Linked DNA regions of Mus musculus: region 1 is linked to region 2. The links are chromatin contacts, called in public Hi-C maps. All regions are on one chromosome and are shown on one strand. The core of a region is the stretch at or near the end of the contact, and the rest is flanking DNA. Distances in the headings are between cores, read along the strand shown.

Region 1 (4,453 bases), core at 498-2,997, 130 kb before region 2:
TGAAAAAAAGCCTTGGTTATAAAAAGACCAAGAGGCTCTTAAGAAAAGCTGGTGCAAAGCCGACATGATGAGACTCTAAGGCAGAATGAAGGCACAACATGCTTTTCACAGGGACTGTAGAGCACAGGAAACTGTGAGCACTGGAGCCTAAGCTAAGCTTGTTTTTAGGTTCAGCCCTCTGCAGCCTCTAGGGTATCTACAAAAGGTTATCAACAAACCTAAACCAAGTACTATACAGTGGGCAGAGCTTAACATGTAGAGTTTTCTAAAGATTAAAGGAAATAATATATACACAGTATGTATATGAGTCATATATATGAGTCTAGCCTCAGATACGTAGCAAATGTCTCAAATATATTATATTAACATGTAATATGATTTAACTACAATGTAAGAGCCTCACCAGGCACATCCAGCATGGTTTCAGGAACAGACCTGCCTGGGGTGCTGACAGAGTAAAAAGACAGGCACACAGGTGCTGCTGAGACTCAGTGGACTGAGCTCTCTGCTAGAGAAACCTCAGCATCCCAGAAGGAGGCTCAGCATGTTTCTTCTTCAGTGGTGAACTGAGCGGCAGGGGTTACTATATACAGCTGGACAAGGAGGTGGGGTTATTCCATACAGACAGGCAGGGAGGCAGGCTTGTTACTTATAGCTGGATCAGGGAGACATGCTTAGCTAATCTTGGTAGGAGGAAAGACACTCCACAGGGGAGCAGTCTTCAGGCCCCAAACATCCAAGGGGAGACAGCTGTAATGAACATACTCCATACACATCACCAAATTCATACTCAGACCAGAGGAAGGCTTTGCCCAGCCTCTGAATCTCACTCCAGGGGGGGAAAACTTTCTCAAGGGATTTAAGGCTCTGGGGTCCTTGAAATGGCAGCTCATGTCAACACACACATTCACTCAGGGTTTCCTTCTCACCCTACCCTCATCTGAATGTAAGGTTTGCTGCAGCACTCTCAAGGGGACCTTTCTCTCATGCTGTTTCTGCCAGCTGGGCACACTTGGCTGTTAAGTGATGATCGTATCATGATTCTCTGGCCTCCAGTGGAGCCTGTCCTGACTGCCTTTCCCTAATTAGGTTAGGTTCAATCAGCAGCAACCAAGATAGAGAGATTTAATGAGACCCAACAATGAGAATGATTCATAAATTCTACAAACCAATTTAAACAATAATGTCCATCATCTCATTATTTAAGCTACCACACACATTATAGGGAAATGTTTAACAGTTCAACTTTCCATTTGACATGTGGTGCCAGTTTACCAAAGACCCTCAAGTTTGAATATGTTAGATTAGAGATTAGCTACAGAGACTACTATCTAAATGTATATACCAGTGCATGTACACACATGCATACGCGCGCGCACACACACACACACACACACACACACATACACACACACACAATGGCTAGTTGTTTCTTGAAAACATTCAGAATTATCCAATAACTGCAAAAGTTGATGCAAAGATGGAATTGATATTTACTGATGGTTCTTTGAAAATATTTTTAAGTGAAATAAATATCTTCAGTGCTTAATTAACTAGGACAAACAATCTCTTAGAATATAATATTCACTTTGAAAAACACCCAACTACTGACTGGGGCCTATCCAGATGATTTTGAAGCCCAACTTTAAAACTTGTACCCTTGTGTATGAGAAAAGCTATGCTGTGCCCATCAAAGAGTGAATGTGTCAGAATCAGAGAGATGCTCATCTTCCTTTGTGGTATTTACTGTAATCTGTCTGTGACTAGGTAAGTGAGTTTTCTCAGGCCTGGAAACACTGAGGGCACAGATGCCAGGGGATTCTTATGTGAAAGGAACACAGACCGAGTCTGGCATAGTCACACTTCTGTTAGCTGTATGTCCTGCCCCACTGACTCATTCACCTCGTTCATCAGGTACTAAGGGTATCAATGACCAGGATGGGTGTCCCCACGAACCCTCAAAATGGAGAGAGGACCCGGAAGATAGTAATGGATTTAAAATGAAAGCCATAATAATAAGGCCACAATGGTCTACATTTTCATGGAGCAGAGAGTCTTTGGGTCTGTTTTGTTATCCTCAGAACAGGAATAGAAATGTTTGCCTTTATTCCAGTAAGGACCAGACTCTGTTTGTATGCTGTACAAACGGAAGTGGGGGCTGGGGGTGGTACTGTCTTTAGGAAGGGGAAGGACATAAATACAGAAGGTGGTGGAGGGAAAGGGGAACAGCAGGATCTGTTAAGGGAAATGGGAAAAGGGGGATGGGAGAAGTAAGTTCAGAAGAGGGATGTGTGTACAAAAACAATAAGGATGTCTGAAAAAGCCAAAGCTATCATACTATTAACTACTATCCCCAGCAAAACAAAATACCAAACACAAACTTTATGATTCACATTCATGGGCTCTTCTGAACGTGCTTAATATTGGCTTATAGCATCCTTGACTCAGTGAAGCCTTGCTGCAGATCATACTGTCCTAAAGCAGGCTCCTGTGTTTGGCAGAACCCTTCTTCCACGTGGTGACTATTCATCTTTGAGACGGGATTTTACCTGTGAGCTTCTTGGAGTAGAAAGTCTCTTAACTGATACACCTAAGTCAAGCTTCTCCAGGACATCTCAGCGTTCTGCATCCCACCATAGAGCACACTTATAAAACCTTTGTCCAATGGATGCTCTCAGGCTGGTCCTGGGGCACAACCACTGCCTGTGGGAGAGCCGCACACTTAAAAATGCCAGCATTACTTGTTATAACAATTATAGAATCTGATGAAATATTTGAGCCAGGGCAATTTGAGTATGAAAGTAATTTTAATGAAAATTTACAGTGATAAAAGATATGAATGACATAAGTCATTGAAAGAAATCTGCTATTGAGTTGGAAATGATGCAACAGTGAGAGATTAAAAAATCATTAAAAACTGATTTTGTAGTCAGATTATGTTGCAAGGTTTTAAAAAGTCTTCCATTTAAAAGACTGAAATTAGAAATCTCTATTAATGTGTGTGACAGGACCCAGGCATCCAAACCAGCAGACCCCAGGTCCAAGATGAGACTGGGACTCACCCAAAGGCTGATAAATAGTAAATAACTATTTACTCATAACTTTCAGAGAAACACATTATTTAGTCTATGTAACATGCATATTTTAAAAGGTATCTTCCCACTACCAAGAAAACAACTGAGCCGCAGTCAGGTCAGCTTATAAAGGTTCTATCTTCAAAGTCAACCATGAACACTGGAAATATAAGCAAACTGGAAATTCTTCTCCTTGTTGTTTCTGATTTTTAAATTTAAAAAATTATTCTCCATGGTCATTAATTTATTTCATTAAATATTTTTAATTAAAAGTATACACACACTACACACACACACACACACACACACACACACATATACACACAAGTTTCACATATCCTGAATTAAGTAGGGTTTATGTATCTTAAGGAGAGAAGAGGTCAAATATTTCCATTCACATATGTCCTAATAGTTGGCTGTTTGGATTTCTGGCATGAGGCTACCTGCATATTAGTAAGATCAGTTTGGCTGGAGTTTAGTTTAGACTTTCCAGGTAGCAAAGGCTAGACCTGCCCATTGAAAGGCTGATTATGGGTCGATGGCAGACACCTGTCATGTACGAGCAGGGTTCCCTTTTACTAATCTAGTTCTCCTCTTGTCTATTTTGGTAAATGACTCACGTCTTGGCCACGCATACCACGGCCCCTGCATTATTTTTGTGGGGCTGTGACTCACAACACTTCCCTGGGGATGTCCAAGGTTGTGCATGACCAGACACTGGCAAAGCATTTTTGAGAAACCTCATCCTCAACTGTAAAGACCAAGTGTGAGAAACAAATCATAGCGTGTACTGCACATGGATGATGCAAAGAAGACGAAGGGAGCTGAACTGTGCTATGACCTCTCTACCCCAAGAATACGTGTCAGTGTCTTAACTTCCGGAACATGTAATTATGACCTTATCTGGAAACAGGGGTGGCTGAAGATGTAATTGTTGGTCTCAAGAGTAAGTTGTCCTGTTTCATCTGTGTGGCCTAAATCCAATTACAAATGTCCTTAGATGCCAAGGTCCTGAGAAGATGGAGTCAGCTATGCGAAGCAGGCGGCCATGGCCAATAAACACTCATATAAATACCCAATAAACGCTTGTAGCAAAAGCTGCAAGAGACAAGGAATGGGCCTCTCGGGGTCTCGGGAGAACGCATCCTGCTGACTTCTTACTTTGAGACTTCTGGCCTTCAGAACCAAGTGGACATAGTTCTTCTGTTTCAAGGCACCAAGTTCATGATTTGTTCCAACAGCTCCAGGAAATGGCTGCAGGATAACTGGACAGATTATCTGGAGATAGGTCAGAAATCCAGCACCCACCTCTTCCTCCAGAGAACGGTGAAAGGAGAGTGAGCAAGGCCAATGATGGGAGCCTCTAATGTCATGCCTGT
Region 2 (4,247 bases), core at 1,599-4,098:
AACACACAGAAGCAGGCATGTAAGTGGTCTTGTACAACTGCTCCATGTTCCCTCTAAAGTTGGAGGTTTTTTTAAAAAAAAGAATGAAAAAGAAAACATTTTAAAAGAATGAGTTTCTTTAATAAGCATCGGGTTTTCACATTGTAAATGCATTTCTCTAGCACTGAAAATCTAAAATTTGAGCTCCACCACCACCACCACCAAACACATATCCAGACTAACAAAAGCAACCTTGTTGTCTCCAGACACGATGTTGGCTCTGTTCTCACATCCCGGAGTGGCTGTTTTTAGTCTGTAAGGAAGGTGAAGAGACATGATAACACACTCAGAATTCAGACACTTCTTTCCAAAGGCCCCAAAGAGCTGGCTCTCGGGGATTCCTGGTCCCTGCCTGGTTAGACCCTGGCTTAATTGCTGTCTCCCCAGTGGCTCACCAGTGGCTCATGGGAAACCAGTTAGGGGGAGGGTTCCACTTAAATGGCACTCATGGAACTAATTCACCAAATAAACAACTATGTGTTTGACCTATATATTCAAATTTAAGGGCTACAAACATTCTTCAATGCTTTCCTAGTTCAGTTGAAGAAAACGCTTTACTGAACATTCATGCACAAACTTTTCACAAGCAACCTGTTGTGTGTTTTTTCAGGATGTACAGACTCAGGCTGAGAAACAAAGATCAGGCAACTCCATGCTCCTCCGCTTCTGACAAAACACATTTTCCCATCGTGTGCTTGGGCACCCTCCAAAAGCACACCTTCTAAGCCTTTCCTCAACTCGGGTGATGAGTGGCCCACTTCAGTCTCACAGTGGAGAGGCCGAGAGGAGGAGAGCTTTCTCTCCCACCTTCCCCCGCCCCCTGCGATCACTTCCCAGCTCCTCAATACAGGAACTCCAAAGAACACCACTCAAAAGCACCCAGAAGAGGCACCAGAGGATCATTTCCAACAGCCGGACAGACGTCTGTGCCAGCCTCACAGAAAGGACTTTATGCTGTTCTGGGGATGATATCCACATCAGGAACTGGGCTCTGTGCTACTTTTAACTGCTGGGATGTATCTACATCAGATTTAGCCTGTGGACAACTGTACAACATTTTCCCAATGAGAAATAGTAATACTGCAAAGGAAGGGGTCTTCCTGGCTGTAGAGAGTGCTAAGGCCCCTTACATGCATAGCACCTCATTCGATTTACTACAACACTGCAGAGTAGGCAGCCACAGGGAGGAAAACTCTAGAAGTGCCCAGAGCCTGCTTGCCAGCGAGCTCTTCTTGGCTGCCTGTTGGCTTTTGTCTCAGATGTCGTCTATACAACTAACCGGAGGTCTAAATACACACACACACACACACACAGTTACTTACAATAGGCCAAAAGCAGAAACAACACAAATATCCATTAACTGGGAATAGGTAAAGCAATACAGTGTGGAGTATTAGCCAGCAATACAAAGAACTGAAGTACTTGCTATGAGTGAACTTCAAAAATACTCAGCTAGAACCAGGCATACTGGCACATGCCCGTAGCCCAAAGTTCAAGGCCAGCCCTGGCCATACACCAAGTGTTTGAAGGCCATAAGGGCTGAGGTCAGCATGGGCTGTGTGAGACCCTGTCTTTAAAAAAAAACAAAAAAACATAGTAAAGGAAAAAAGTCAGACCCATAAGTCCCTCACTGTAAGATTCCATTTATAGGAACTATCCAGCAAAGGTCAAAGCACAGGAGCAGGATGCGTGCTGGCAGGTTTCAGAAGCTGAAACATGAGGGGGGGAGGGCTAAAGGCTTACCAGGATGGAGTTTCCACTAGTATGGTAAAAATGTTTTGACACTAGATAAAGGTGATAATTGCCCCAAATTGTGAATGTACTAAATGCCACTGAGTCACACATTTAAAGAGGGTCACTCTAATTGAGGCTTCACCTCAATGAAAAAACAAACAAACAAACAAGCACACAAGCAAACAAGCAAACATGTAGCAGTGGGAGCGCACGGCTTCTCATCAGTTTTGAGTGTTACAGAGCATGCTTCTCCAGCCATGCACAGGGCTCACACTCGGCGGCGTGCTCTACTTTACACACAAATAGAGACAGATTTCCTGTAAGCATGCGGGGGAGGGGGAAGGGGGAGGACGAAACCATCTCAAAAAAAAATCTCACCACTCTCTTCCTCCTCTTCCAGTCCCCCTTGTCCCACTAGAGCTCCCGGAGAGCATAGGCTCTAATCGCTAAGCATATCATACACGAAGTCCTGTGCTAACGAATCGAGATCGTCATGGTTGGCCCCGCAACATTAGACTGAAAGACACAAAAGACCTGCAAGGTGATGAAGGCATACAACAGAGTGGACAGGCTAGGAAATTCTCAGCCAAAGAACTGGACCACTCTGCTCCTTAGAGTGGGAAGTTTTCTAAAGACTTCCAACAGCGCAAAGTGCATTATCTTTGGCTCAGATTTACGGTGTGTGTGTGTGTGTGTGTGCGCGTGCGCTCGCGCACGTGCGTGTAAATGTGTATCCTTAAAACAGCAAGAAACAGAATAGTTAGGAATGACAGCAGTGCTACTAGGAATGCCCCTCAGCCCATCCACTGGGAACAGACAGGAAAGTGCGACATAACTGTAATACAGGATGTTGTGCAGCTCTTGCAACAGATTCGTATCTGCTGAAGAAGAAAAATGTGGCAAAAGAGTAAGCAAAAATTGTATTGTTTAAAGTGGCGTCACAGAAGAAAAAAATGACCTCCCACCCATATCCATAACTACCAAGAATGGAAAAGAAACGGCAGAGAAGCAGAGAGAGGGCAGGCTGCACCAAACACTGCAGCAAGTACCCACTCGCCCTGCCCTCTAAGCACCAACTGTAGGTACAGGATCTGGTTTGTCACTTAACTTTTACACACGTAAGAAACAGAAAGGCAAGAGTTCACTCAAAACCAGCTTTGCAGGTAGATCCTGAGGTTGACACATCACACCTTCAGGCTCTTGGACGGCCTCTCTTCCATCCAAGACAAGGCACCTTACACACACACACACAGAGACAGAGACAGAGACAGAGACAGAGAGAGACAGAGACAGAGAGAGAGAATAGCCCCACTCCACCCTACAAGCACTGAAGCTAGGGGTCAACATTCTGATCTAGTTTAAGCTTGTAGGGTGGAGTGGGGGCTATTCTCTCTCTTTCTCTCTCTCTCTCTCTCTCTCTCTCTCTCTCTCTCTCTCTCTCTCTCTCTCTGTGTGTGTGTGTGTGTGTGTGTGCGTGTATGCATTTGTATGTGGATGTGTGTTGGGGGAAAAGACCAGAAACCAACATTGTTAGTCTTCATAATGACTCTCCAACTTATTTTTTCCAATTTTTTTATTCCATCCTATGTATTTATTATATGTACGGGAAGGCGGAGTACACGTGCCACTTTCTGGAGTCTGGTTTTGCTTTGTTTTGTTTTGTTTTGTTTTGTTTGTTTGTTTGTTTGTTTTCCCCATCATGAAGATTCCTGATGACCCAGGTCATCAGTCTTGGCAGCAGGCACCTTTACCCTCTGAGACATCTCACGGGCTCTCCACCGTCTGTTTTGAGACAGAGTCTCTCACTAGCTTCTCAGTTAGCTGGATTGCCTGGCCAGTCTCCACCTCCCAGGTGTTGGATTCTGAGCACACACATCTCAGATTTCTGCATCTGGCTTTTTAACACAGATGGCAAGGAGTCAAACCCAGTTCCTCACACTTACGTAGCAAGCACTTTTCCAACCAACCATCTCTTTGGACCCTTAAAGTCTTTTCAAGTTCATATGACTAGTATTTCACTGTTACCCACTGTAAAATTATTAAGTCTGTGACATGTTGGAAATATAAAACAAAATGGCTGGCTCCCTCACCTAGACAGAGCAGTACAATGCTAAACGATGCAAGTCAGCATTGATGACAACAGTGCCTAGAAGCTTTTAACAACAAAAGACTGAATTCTGTTAAACGCACTTGGAGTGTGTTTAAAGAGTTATTTTTCATGACACTAAGCAGATGAGAGGGCAGATGCTGGTAATCTGTAAAGATGACTAGCCATTTGAGGTAAATGACTAAGCTGTTAGGAACAAGAAATGTTGGGTTTACAACTGAAGAGTGGGATAAGAGCCTGCGTGCCTAAACCCCAGACACCCCTGAGAGGGGCTGCCAACAGAGCCACCAAGGGTTGTTGGAACTGCAGAAGTAAATCATCGCAGACTTTCTTCCCCATAATCCTTCTGGGAAAAAGGCTAACAAGG

Evidence for each region. Hi-C and Micro-C count contacts between places; a contact is called where the count stands out from the background.
Region 1: a Hi-C map of CD4 T cells shows a contact between it and region 2, with 2.0 times the contacts expected there. The contact joins two enhancer-like sites. A contact is called at or near these places in 1 of 15 datasets of contacts at CTCF or cohesin (CD8 T cells), 16 of 484 Hi-C or Micro-C datasets (the C2C12 cell line, CD4 T cells, CD8 T cells and 10 more), 22 of 115 datasets of contacts at active chromatin or transcription factors (the 230-238 cell line, CD8 T cells, the NIH/3T3 cell line and 15 more) and 1 of 9 other capture datasets (bone marrow-derived macrophages).

Annotation. Positions count from the first base shown.
Region 1 is chr4:32,390,750-32,395,202 of GRCm38.p6, reverse strand. It overlaps a transcript of Bach2 not described here. Among named protein-coding and RNA genes, the nearest start is that of Bach2, 24 kb to the left of the region's middle. Within about 2 kb of position 1,747, at least 10 of the 459 cell types and tissues checked have an H3K27ac peak or open chromatin away from gene starts, as enhancers often do. A contact at or near this core is called in CD8 T cells, where this site is marked.
Region 2 is chr4:32,261,687-32,265,933 of GRCm38.p6, reverse strand. It overlaps a transcript of Bach2 not described here. Among named protein-coding and RNA genes, the nearest start is that of n-TGccc3, 34 kb to the right of the region's middle. Within about 2 kb of position 2,848, at least 26 of the 459 cell types and tissues checked have an H3K27ac peak or open chromatin away from gene starts, as enhancers often do. A contact at or near this core is called in CD8 T cells, where this site is marked.